Linked DNA regions of Gossypium hirsutum: region 2 is linked to region 1. Evidence: chromatin contacts called from public Hi-C data. All regions are on one chromosome and are shown on one strand. The core of a region is the stretch at or near the end of the contact, and the rest is flanking DNA. Distances in the headings are between cores, read along the strand shown.

Evidence for each region. Hi-C and Micro-C count contacts between places; a contact is called where the count stands out from the background.
Region 2: a contact with region 1 is called in a Hi-C map of hypocotyl, with 2.4 times the contacts expected there. The contact joins the promoter of LOC107910441 here to the promoter of LOC121214512 in region 1. A contact is called at or near these places in 2 of 34 Hi-C or Micro-C datasets (hypocotyl and leaf).

What each region holds. Positions count from the first base shown.
Region 1 is chrD02:10,373,498-10,380,243 of Gossypium_hirsutum_v2.1, reverse strand. It overlaps LOC121214512, which reads left to right and starts at 4,048. Exons shown (of 2, transcript XM_041088282.1): 1 at 4,048-4,867; 2 at 4,915-5,672. The coding sequence starts at 4,589. The coding sequence ends at 5,070. LOC107910450 (serine/threonine-protein kinase STY46) reads right to left here. Exons shown (of 16, transcript XM_016838284.2): 13 at 6,717-6,746; 14 at 6,577-6,627; 15 at 5,955-6,095; 16 at 5,619-5,872. The coding sequence ends at 5,843. It overlaps LOC107910449 (a long non-coding RNA gene), which reads left to right. Exons shown (of 2, transcript XR_001687646.2): 2 at 1-108.
Region 2 is chrD02:10,652,532-10,659,277 of Gossypium_hirsutum_v2.1, reverse strand. LOC107910441 (PH, RCC1 and FYVE domains-containing protein 1) reads right to left here and starts at 3,411. Exons shown (of 9, transcript XM_016838278.2): 1 at 2,767-3,411; 2 at 1,940-2,026; 3 at 1,392-1,481; 4 at 809-895; 5 at 582-701; 6 at 1-184. The coding sequence starts at 2,814.

The sequences.
Region 1 (6,746 bases), core at 2,799-5,298:
TTGGTGGTTATCTTTGATCCACGATGTAAAATGAACTTTTTGGAATTTGGAGTCAATTTGCTTTTTTCTAATGTTGCTAATGACATTACAAAAATGATTGATAGAAAATTGCATTGCTTGTTCAATGAGTATTCTTCTAATGTCAGGAGAATTCAATTGTTTGAAGGTAAAAATCTAGTTCTTCGACAAATATTTTCAGTTCAATGGAAATTGATCAGTCAAAGATGAAAAAGGGCTTGGCCAAGTAAAAATACCTTAAGAAGAAGAAACAAGTTGGACTATAAAGTAAATCTGAGTTGGATAAGTATTTGGGTGACGAGGACAAACTAAATAATTCAAGTTCATTTGATTTATTATTGTGGTGAAAAATGAACAGTCCTAGATTCCCTATTCTTGCACAAATAGCTCGAGATATTCTTGTTATTCCTATCTCAACAGTTGCCTCAAAAATTGCATTTAACATGTGTGGACGTGTTCTCAATAATTTTAGAAGTTCTCTAACTCCTCTCATGGTTGAGGCTTTGGTTTGCACATAAGATTGGCTTCAGAAATCTAATGATCTCATCAATCTTAAAGACTATGTTAATGAACTTCAAACCATGGAAAATGGAAATATATTAATTTTGATTCATAAAATAAGTTTTAATGTTATCTATATTAGTAAGCATTCTCATAATTTAACTAACACTTTTGTTTTTAAATTTGCTAGACTTGTCCAAAATACCCGAAGATCAAGAAGATAATAATATACTTATCATTAGTTTATAAATTTAAATAGATGTTTCAATTTTACTTACGGTGTTTAAAGGAAAAGAAGAAGCTTACGCTATTCTATAACGGTTTTTGAACTGATGTGTTTTTGTTACTAGTTTATTGGGTTATTGTTGCTGGTTTATTAGACTTTTGTTGTGTTGTTTTTATTTTTTGTTTTGTTGTTTGGACTAATGTAGTTTTCTTTTGTATTTTGGACTTTTGCTTATATTTTCTATTATAATCTTGTTGTGTTGTTATTGTTGTTATTGTTGTTTACTTGGACTGTTTTTATTTGTTCACTTGTTTACTTCAATTTTTCTTTGTATGATCATGTTTAAAAACTTTAAAGAAAAATATTTTTAAGAAAGATTGCATAAAAATAAATAACACTAGAGTTATTTTTTAAATTTAACTTGAACAAATATATTCAATTCGATTCGAATCGAATCGAATTCTATTCCACTCGACTCGATTCGAAAAAATTTTAAATTAAGTTAGGATGATAAAATAATACTCTTCAACTCAATTCACTTGAACTTTTTTCATTTGACTCAGTTCCATTCGATCGAACACTCACCCCTAGACACATTAGTTAAGGCATTAATACTCCTTTTTCATATTATACAACAATTCACTTGATGACCTATTTAATGTCTTAACTGGCCTTTTTCTACACAAATTAATCATCATCATCATCATTAAAATTGTCATTTATCATATTTCAAGTCAATTATTGACTTAATACTTATCAAAGTGCATTAGTTCTCAATATTCACATTCTAGTCTAAGACTAGGGCATAATTATACTCGTCACTATTTTCATTTTGATTAAACTATTTTCTTCACTTATGAACATTAATGAGTAATCTCATCTTAACATTTAACCATTTAAACTCTAAGGATTATTAATTTTACTTCAAATAAAGTAAAGATGGTTCCTTGAGTACTTACCTTCCTTTGAAACAACAAAATCACCAATTTTCGTTATTCTCACTAGCCTAAAGTTTCACTACCCATATATCAATTTCTTTCATTCACAATACATATCACACATAATACCCAAAAAGCATATTCATGAAGAAATCATACCAAGCAACCTTAAATGTTCATATTAAAGATAGCAAAAATGCACTTTCTTACCTTATTCTTCACTTTCTTACCCTAACTCAAGCTTTCTCTAGCTCATGAAAACTCTTGCTTCCAATGATGAAGATGATGGTGGAATTAGGTTTACAAATGGGTTTTTTTTTTGTTGGATTTAAGAGAGAGAAGGAAGAAATGAGAATAGAAAATTTTCTCTTCTTCCACGAAGGGGGACAACACAAAGGGAGGAAAATATGAAAGTTTTCATCTTTTTTTCCTTTCTTTTATTCCTTTGATAGTCAAAATCAACACAAAATGTAAATGGATGACCCACAATTTTCCATGCTTTAAAATTTCTAATATCAATACAAAGATAAATTCTAAAACCATCATTAATATATTATTGAAAAGTCCCAAAATATCTTTTAATGGAGAATTTATACTTTTAGTCCCTTTCTCGTCTCACTTCACTTTATTAATACCAAATGTGACACTAACACATTAAAACTTCACATATCATCATAAAGGTCCATAATAATATTCAACCATACAAAAATTACATTTTTATCCTTTTTAGACCAAAATGGAATAGTTTGAATTTGGTCCTTGTACTTTTTATTTTATTCAATTTAGTTCAAACTTGTTTTTCTTGATACAAATACATTTCCCATGACATATTAATATCAATAAATCATTATCAATCTATAATTTCCCTAATTGGTCACTTTACACTTTAATCCTCATACTTTTTTAGTTTTTCAATTTAGTCATTTTTCCACCTTTTCACATACAAAATTTACTTCATTGATTTTCGACCATAAATCATTATAAATCCTTTAAAATTTCTCTTTATCAATCTTCTTTTTCAATTTTTTTCTTAGAATTTCACTAGTGTGTCCTAAAATAGTGCCTCTTTCTATATCGAAAAATTTGGATGATAGCTGCCACGATTGGCCCGTACATCAACTAGACATCAAGATACACGATGGTCTTCATGAAGAAGTCTATATGGAGCAACCACAATGAATTTGTTGTTCAAAGGGAGAACGGGAAAGTATGTTGTCTTTGCAAATCTTTGTATGGTTTGAAACAAAGCCCTCGAGCTTAGTTTGGTAAATTTAGTGAGGTAATCCAATAATTGGATTGAAGAAAAGTAATTGTTATCATTCGATGTTCTATAAGTAATCTGAGGTTAGTATAATCCTTTTAATCGTGTATGTTGGTGATATTGTCATTACTGGAAGCAATATTCCAGGCATTTCATCTTTGAAGTTTTCTTCTTCATATTCAGTTTCAAACTAAAGATTTGGAGTACTTGAAGTATCTCTTTGGGGTTGAGGTCACATGAAGTAAGAAAGGTGATGTCTGTCTTAGAGAAAATATGTTCTCTATCGGTAAAAATAACGAAAGCACACCAATAATGCCTCATCTACAACTCACATATATTGCTCACCCTGTGGGTGTTCTAAGCTAGTTCATTTCATCTCCAATTGTTAATCATTGGGAAATCTTGGAACAAATTGTATGTTATTTGATGGGAGGTCATAGACGGGGGCTATTGTATAGGAATCATCGACACACCAATATTGAATGTTTTGTTCTTATGCAAATTGGACAAGATCCAAAGTCAACAAAATATCCACTATGAGATAATACATTTTTATTAGAAGGAATTTAATTTCGTGGAAAAACAAGAAACAAAATGTAACGTACTAATCTAGTGCAAAATCGAAATATAAAGTCATGGCACAATTTGTGAGTGAAATAATATGGGTATACAACTATAGAATGAAGTTGGTTTTAAAAATTATTACCAACAAAAATATGCCTTGATAATTAAGTTGCTCTTTATATTATCTCTAATATTGAATTTTACAATTTTTGAGATATATGGTCATTTCATCCATCGTGAAAAGATTCAACAAAAAATTCCTCCACAATATGTGTGAAATTTGGAAATCAACCATGAGATCTTTTCATAAAAACTCTTTATGGAGTTCAAGTGTATTATATTTATAACATTTACACTCTAACTTGAGGGAGATAATGAAATATAGCTTATACGTAAAAATCTTTAAAATTTATAGATTGAATTGTAGAAGTAATTGTATGGTTTAGATATTTTCTTTCTATTTTCTAGCTTTTCTAACGTGTATCCTTCGAGTGGAATAATATATAAGCAATTACTTTATTCGTTTGTCCCGCCTACATTTTTCATTATTTTCGTAAATATTAACAAAGTCGATTTACGAAGTATAACATAGCAAAGTTACCAACTGTATCCTTAAATATCTCAAAGGAACGCTATATCAAGGGCTACTGTTCTAGCCATGCAAAAATTTAAGTTTTGGTAGGCTACTCATATTGAGGCAATTGAAACAGTTTATGCTGAATATTGACTGTTCCTAACCATTGGCTGAAGCTCCAAGAAGCAAGTGGTTGTATCTCAGTCTTCAGCAAAAGCTGAATATTGACGCTAGGCAAACACTGTGTGATGATGAGGATCATGTTACAGCTATGTAAGATGGGTATCAACTTGCCACATGTACCTACATATGGTGTGCTACCACCAATGCTGTGACCCACGCTGCAAATCTTGTCTAGCATGCTCTAATGAAGCATTGTAGCTTTGTTCGTGAAAAGGTAGTGGAAGGAATGATTGAAGTCAACTATGTGCTAGCAATTGATAAAATTGCTAATGAACCCTAGTATGCTCACAAGGACACCAAAAGAGGGCAAGCAGTGACCTAATATGGGCAATTTCGTTTTCAAACCATTCAGTGAAGCTGTAGAAACAATAAAAGTGGCAACACCCAATGGCGGAATCATGGAGCTACCACCACCCATCACCGCCATGTGCATAACCAAAAAGTTCCCAGACATGGCCATTTACCACACCCTACTAACTACCTCACAACAAAAGGCAGCCACTACTTCAAAACAAAAAGCTCCGCGTAGGCTAGCTCTACTAACTACCTACCCCTCAACAACAACGATCTCGTATCTACTTCTTCGTCTCCATATCGAATGTTGAAGAGAACCGACACGGATGAGTCAGCAACACCCAGAGTGTGAAAGGTGAAGTTGGTGATAAGTCCAGACAAGTTGGCGGAAACCATGGCACAGGAAGCTCAAACGGAGGCATTGATAGAGTGCGAGGACGATTCAGAGTGCGAGGACGATTCTAAGTGTGGGAATGGGGTGCCTAATTCTGATCAATGGTGTGTTTCTTGAGGCGGGAAAGGATCATTGAGAAATTATGCTCAAGATAGATAGTGTCGTTATTATTGTACAAATTAAAGAGATGAAATTTTTATGTTTAAATTAATTTTGGGTATTTATTTTAGATTTGTGGAATTAACTATCCACTGCTATAGTTTTGATCTGTCTTGGAAATCAAGGATGCCTTGGTTAACCATTGCCATAAATCAAATGATTCATGGATGGCAAGTTCAAATGGCAACATGAGTTTCTCTTCCCTAATTATTTCAGGTTCATAGCTAATCCTGCCAAGAATATCGGTTCCAAAATTTGTATCAGTGTTCTTTCCTTGGAAGTGTAATGTGACTTATATTACAATTAATTATGTAACTACTCAAAGAATAGAACTTAAATACAATGTCCTAACTACGAGAAAAAAAAAAGTAAACTACTGGGGAAAAAATAGTGGAGAAAAAATTTATCCATTAAAGAATCAAGTTTTTCTTTTAATGCAAAATAACAACAAATAAATGAAAGTACTTTAAGAACGGTGATATAATAGCCAGAAGAAAACTATCACCTAGCGAGGAAATTTCGTATCATATTTGCATTTAAGCATATTTTTTTTCTTTCTACACCATGTTCAAGTAAGAGAGTGTTATTACAAAAACAAAACAGACAACCAAAAAAGAATTGCGAATCAGCATTTTGTTTAGGGTGTCCCTTCCGTGTGTAGTTATACTTACTATGTGATGAAAAGATATATTAAAATGTGTCAATCAGCTTACTTACATAACAAAAATCTTCAGTTCCCATTTACTGCTTCTGTTGTTTCCTGTAATTTTACACTTTATTACATGCAAAGAAATCACTCTTCAAAGAAAGTAAAAGTTAACTTAATTGTGAAGATTGTATACCTTAACTTCCTCAAAAAGTGTCTCAAGCTCAGTTGTTATCTCCGAGAAGGACGGTCGCTTGTCAGGAGCTGCTTCCCAACATCTCTGCATCAAATCTAAGAGTTTTGGATGTGCATTCTCAGGTAGTTCCGGACGCAGGCCCTGAAAGAGAACAAAAAAGACATAAGAAAAGCTTTTGCCCCCATGTTAACAGCCCCAGATTTATTAACATAACAGATTGAAGCTCCCTTTGGGTGTGTATTAAGCAGGCTTCAAAGCGCCCAAAGGGAGTAGGAGACTCAGAAGATAAGTACATTTCAGGGCAGATAGCATGCTAGAAAAATGGAACTCAAGAACATATTGCGAAAGCTATAAAGTATCTGATGGACATTCAAACTGCACATATTCCTTACTAAATGAAAGGGAAGCCACCTTAACATCATGCTCAAAATTGGACAAAAAAAATCCATAAAACATTACAAAGACAATAGCTTCAATCCAATGCATGATGTAGTAATAATACGAGCAAAAAAGGAAACTAAAGTCAATAAAAGATCTCAGATACTGAAAAAATTCTTAAGCTTGATATGAAATTATGGTACGGGTGAGGTTATTGTTTAATTCCCGAAATATAAATGCTGACCTGTCTCACTCCCAGTGCAGCTTGTAGTGGTGTCATGGTATCGTAAGGAACCTGCAGTACCAAGGAAAAAATTTATCAATAGTTTCCAAACGTTTTGACATCAAATTGTTCATCAACTCTGTATAATCTCAGGAAAATACCTTGGCTGTCACTAGCTCCCACAGTACAAC
Region 2 (6,746 bases), core at 2,162-4,661, 280 kb before region 1:
TTACATCCATATTTGTGCCTTCTGATGCTACATGTGATCTTTCAGAATGAAAAGAATTCTCAGGCCGTAAACTCTTAGGAGAAGTGTTTGGGTTAAAACTGACAAAAACCTCAGGGGAGCTAATATCTCGAGTAGCACTAACAGAACTGTCACTTGCACTATTTGATGTCAGATCTCTGCCATCCTGAAACCAATCAGCGATAAACATTTATGGTAAACACAATTTAAAAATGCAGCTACAATTAAAAGAATACCATCAAGCATAAATTTTTATGACTATAAATAAAAGAATTTTCATAACTAAAGGAATAAAGCAATGAAACCTTAAATACAAACAAAGTTAACTACACCACCAAAATTTTTCAAACCACCAAAGTAATGGTGTCTGCATATGAACTCTATTCTTGCTCAACAGGAGCTGAGAAGGGAGTTTTGGTCTTGATTCATAACAAATGGATAATTCAAGGGCAAAACTTTGTCAAATTCCAAACATGTACAAAGGAATCATTATATAAAGCACTTTATGAAACAGAAAAGCCACAACAGACTAGTGGAAAGGAGTCAAATGGAGAAGGAATTACATCAAGGTAGAGGCCTCCATCACTCCACCCATCAATTTTGGAGCGTCCACCCTGACCAGATGATATTAATGCTTTGAGGCCTGCAATCCACACCTCTGCCTCAACTTTGTCCTTGCAAATCTAGGAGCCAAACAAACTTTAAATTAAAAACATACACAAGGGGATAAAAATATCAACAATGCTTGATCATCTATCTACAAACAGAATATCAAAGTTCCATTACAAACCAGATCAAGTGACCTTTTCCCGTTGTTGTATATAAGAGAAAAAGATAAATAGTCCTTCTCAGGCCGGAGATACCGCTGGAAAACAGCCTGATAGAGAATTCAAGAGGATAGTTTAGTATAAATTCAGAAGAAGAAAGCAAGCATGGAAGAAAGAAAATAGATCCTGTAACATAAATAAAGAGCAAAGAGTAGAGTTTATATATCCATACTAATATTCAAGTCCCTGACTAAGTTAGTGTCCCAATTTAACCAAACACTAATACAATCAAGAAAATTACTTAAAAACATATTGAAAACAATAATGTTAAGGTCACTTACACACTTTATATTTAAAAAGCTACACCAAAATTTTAAAAAACCATCCACTTCTTAATAAACTACCTATGTTTTTTTCCTTCTTTTTCTAGAACATTTTCAGATATTTTTTCTTCCACCAACATAATACAAGTACATGTTTCTAGAAAAACAACTCAATTCTCTTTAGTACATTACCCTACTTATCATAAACAACCTTAACAGTGGGTATGCAAGTTTCTGATGATACTCTAAATGCATATGTAGAAAAGAACAAAAAACATCTCACAGTTCTTTGTCCAGGAATAATTTTAGAGACTGAGGCTAACTTCAAACTTCTTTCACCACTGCTTGAAATCCAAATTAAAGATGTTTCATCCTGCAATTTAAAAGGAAGAAAACAGTTCATAAGTGCAGAAATTTGTTTGTTAGATAAACAAAAAAATTTATGAAAAGCCAAGCAAAATGTAAAACGGCTTTACTTGTTTAAACAAAACAGAGTCCTATAATAGCAAAATGTAAAAGCCATTCACTGCATACTTGATTCCATTTTCTGAGTGGCACGCCTATAAAATATAAAAGTCTAGTACCTACCAAGATAAAGCATGTAAGGCAGACAGTAAAATCATGTGTAACTTTAGTAATTCTCATAGTCAATATAATTACTACTTCCACATGATGAGAGCAAATGAACTTTAACTCAGGGTTTTCAATTAAGTCCCCCCTTAGTATTTGTGTACATTTCAACTTAACAATGTCTAACAAAGAACAAAAGAGTAACATTCACACATGAAAGGAATGCAACAGAAAGGTTTCAAAAGTAGGAACCAAACTTACATTAGAAAGTCTAAATGGACAAAACTTAGGCTTTCCCTTGCGACCATATTTCAGAAGCTGAGCACCCTTCTTCAAAGCTATTAATGCCTACAAAAGAAAATTTGCAGAAGGATAAAAACATCAAGAAAGTAATTTAATGATCAAGAAACCTAACATGTCACTTAAACCATAAACTGATAACTGTGAAACATCACACTGTACAATCAAGCACCCCTTATTGGGTTCCTGACTAATACACATTTATATGTCTAATGTTCATAAACATCACCCTATGTTAGCTAGGGTTAATATATAATCAATGTATTGTTTGCACAATGCATAATGGCAAGCACATCGGCATAGCTGTCAGATTTGGAAAACCCATGGGACTGCATGTCTTCAAGCCAGTCTTTAATTTCGCTGCCTAATAAAGCATGAAACTTCCAATTTTATTAACCAAAGTCGTCAACCATTTTTGCCCTCAAGTTTCTAATAACCAGGAAAAAACATAAAGTTCAATATTCTCAAACACAATTCTTCAGATTTTCCTAAATTAGCTACAAAAGAAGACATTCTTCCTAGCTTTGTAAAGCCTACTAAAATCTAGAAATAAGAAACAAAATACTACACAAAGAGATTCCATAAAAATAGCAGAAAAATCCAAAAATTTCCACCAAATTAGAAATTACCCCTCGTTTCTTCCCGTGATCAGAAAAATCGAGGGGAAATTTGAAAGTGAAATTGAGGAATAAATATAAGTATAAACAAAATCTTAAATTTAAAGTATAAAACAAGGGGGGGGGGGAACAGAGAGTAATGAAGAAAAGTAGAAAGGGAAAAGGGAAGACCTGGTCGATGTCACGTTGTGCATTACCGTAGCTAACAAGATCTGCCATTCCATGTGAGGAAATTACCAAAACGCCACCGCCCTCTACGATCGCTCTCGTGAGCTCCGTTCATCATCAGCAACTACCACCTCTCTTCCTTTCTCTTCACTTCTCTCCTCTTTCCCTCCGACGCTTACCATCCAAAAAACAAACACGTTTTAACTCTCCATTCCCAAACAGCTAACCAAAACCAAAAACAATTCCTTTAGCAGATCTAACGTGATCTCAGCTCCTTCAACACCAAAATCCTACCATCCGCCGTCTCCAATAACCACCAACGACTAAGTCCGCTCCTTAACTTTGACTGACGGCACAACCACTCAGAGGGTCAAAAAAGAAATGTCCCTGCCGCGGCGAACAGCGGAAAGTTCCGACAGAGAATAAGTTACCGGCGGGGGCAAAGAAAGAGAAAACCGGCAGGGAAAGCCTGGGGCTTTGTGTTGTTTTGGTTTGCTTTTTAAAAAATAAATTAAAAATAAATAAAAAATTTAAAGGGAAGAGTCAAAGATGGGAAAGGTAAGCAGCAAATCGCCTGAGCCGAGAGAGGTTGAAAAGAATTTAAGACATTTCCAATGCACTTCTTTTCTTTTCTTTTCTTCTCATTTCCTTGTTCTGTTTTTATTTATTTATTTTTTAATTAATTATTGATTACATTAATATTACGCTGAAATAATAAATGTTTATAAAATAAAATCATCTCCGTTATTATTAATTTATTTAGCTCTCAGATCAACAGTAAAATATTTAAAATTTAAATGAGACCTAAAACAAGTATCACCTAAACTTGGTGGAAAAATAAGCAATTAGTTTAAACAATACAAATTAAATGTGAAATTTATTGAAATAACAAAGTTCTGTTTACAAAAATAACCACATCTCATCATATATTTTTCTTATTTTTCTAAATAGATATATAAAAAGACAATAATACCTTGCTTTTTAAAATAAATGATTTTTTTAATAAGTTCACAATTAAGTTGGGACATGTTGGCGACACACATGATGATAAATAGTATAGATAAATGACAAACAAGTTAATTTTTTTTAAAGAGCTTATAACTATAAGTACTAAATTATATAGCACACTCATGATATACATAAAATTTTTATTGAACTTGATATAATAAAATTGAGATGTTAAACATAAGCATCATAATATTTTGAGTTTGATTCTCATCATGTGCAAATATTTTTCTAGATGTTATGCAAAAAGGTAAATTGCTCTAAAACTAATATCTAGGCTTTTAGTAACTTTATGCCTCAGTTGTGGCTTGATTAATGAGTGACACCAACTCAGTCAAAATCGTAAATATGGCATAGAATTGTAAGTACAAGCACAAAACAAATCACAAGCAATACATATTCCATCAACTAGAATTATAACCAGGTAAACACAACAAATTGAAAATTGAAATATATTCAAACCTAACTCAAAATAAATATGAACATATCCCACATAAGGTGACACTTAACCCCAAAATAATTAGGAGAGGATCCACACATGGCATTCCATATTATAGGACTCGAACTTGGATACTCGAATCTTAAACTTAAATCAATTATATTATCATATAATTATTAGTTATAACTCAAAATTAAAAAAGAAACTAAATCATATAAATGTTAATCAACTTAATAAAATTGTAATCATTATTCAAACTAAGTCTTGAAATAAGATTAATATTAATAATTTTACTTTTTATTCAATAAAAGATGCAAAAATATAATTTTTAGGAATCAATTAAAGGAATCTATTTTCACAATACTTCTTTAAAAATTTTGGTTATTTGTTTTTAAGTATAAATAAATTATTCTTTTTTTATATCATAGTACATAGAGCTGCTAATTTTCATATTTTCCCCTTTTAATTAATTTAATTTTTTATTTTGTTTGGCAGAAGTAAAAAGGGAAATTTGATTTGTGGCTTTAGTTTAGAGACTTTAACACTTTTAAAACAAATAAAGTACAATTGCAACTTGCAACTTGCAATCTTGCAGCCTTTTTAGATTTTGACACAAATTAATTAATTTTATCACTAATTTATTATATTTAAATAATATGTAACTAATATTACATCACTAAATGAATCTTTTCATTTTAATATTTTGATTTACATATATTTTTAATATTTTAATAGTTTTTTTATTTTTAAATATTAAAAAACAATCTGGCAACGCCAGAAAATATTCTTAATTTAGTTCTAAATTTGACTTTGAATTACCCATTTACTCAGTATTGTAATGGATTGAACAAATATTTAAACATCTTTTTTTTATCAAATCAAAACTTAAACATGTTCAAGACCGTATTTGGATGGATTATAAAATGTTGACAACCCCAAACGCAATGGAAGCTTCTATTTCGATAGTTTTAATGTGCGTACCAAACAAGGCCTTGCGCAAGGAACCTTGGGTACCAAAAAACCGAAAACGTCATACCATGTTTGGAGGTCGGGAGAGGGAAGCACCTAGTAGGGTGTTTTCCGTAATTTCGGGTATTGACTAGTAAATGACGTAAAAGCCCTTAGAATAGTAAATACGTGGCGGGCAAGGAGTGGAGGAGGTGTAAATGAAACTTTACGGCGGGGGAGCAGATTAGGTGAGTTTTTTGGTGGGGCGGGGGGGCGAGTGCGGGGGCGCGTGAGTGGGTCCGCGATTTGGGGGCGCTTTTGGGAAAATGAAGTGGACCGAGGAGAATGTAGGAGTAAGGTGAAACCATATGACCTGTGGTAGGATCTTTTTAGTGATCATGTGAGTAACATCAATTTTTTCTTTTATCTAAATAATAATTTCCACCTCAATTATCTTCATTTATATATTGATTGGGTATTGAATATAAATTCTTGTTTCTCTACCACGTATGACCAAAAACTATTTAATGGACACCAAATAGGAATTTAGGGTGTAAATTAGATTTAACTTACAAATTGGTATTTAAAATATATTTTTTCTCATTTTGATACTTGATTTTTTTTATCACCAATGATATCTAAATTATTTTTTCCTCATCAGTATATTCGTTAGTCAAACCGTTAAGTCTATTAAATAAAAGCTTAACTCATAAGTTGGTACCCTTTTTTCCCCAAGTCAATATCTCTCTTAGTTCAATAATTAGCTAAACCGTTAAGTTTATGTATTTAAAAAATAATCAATAAAAAATTGACATGTGACAAAAAAGATAAAAAGTATTGTTTTCTCATATATATATTCATTCTTTTTTCTTTCTTCAAAACCAGATTGATAGTCAAATCGGCCGAGTCTTAATTCTAGATATGGTCAGTTCGTTCACTTCGGTCAAATAGATTATTTAAAAGTTTATAAAAATATATTTAAAATTTTGAGAAAACCAATTTAACTGGTCTATATTGGTTTGTAGGTCAATCAATTCAGCCCCCATCTCCGAACCAGTACCTTAATCGGTTTCTAATCCAACTAGCCTGGTCTAATTATAAAAATATTGGTTTTGATCGATGAAATAACTTTTTGGATCCTGTCAGGTCAAGCAAACAAGTAGTGAAGTTCAAAAACAAAACTAATCGCTAGTGTATTGACCTCGATAGGGGGAATTTCGAGCATTATTGGTATTGTTAAACACTATAAAGGAAGTAGGAAGGGAAAATAGAAAAAAAATAGAGAGAGAAAATAAAATAATTTAAAATATTTTTTAAAACTTATATGATATGGCAGCTTATTATTTAGTTGAAACTTTTTTTAACATATATAACATTTTGTTGTAAAATAAGTAAGAATAATTTAGGCACTAATTTGTGGGTTAAGACTCTTTAAAATATATTTAATGGTTTGACTAACGAATATACCAACTTGGAAAAAAAGTAGTTTAGCTATCACTTATAACCCAAAAAAAGCTTAGGTACCAAGATGGGAAAAGGTGTATAAGCAAGCCTGTTCTTGACATTTTTGGGCCCTAGACAAAATAATAAA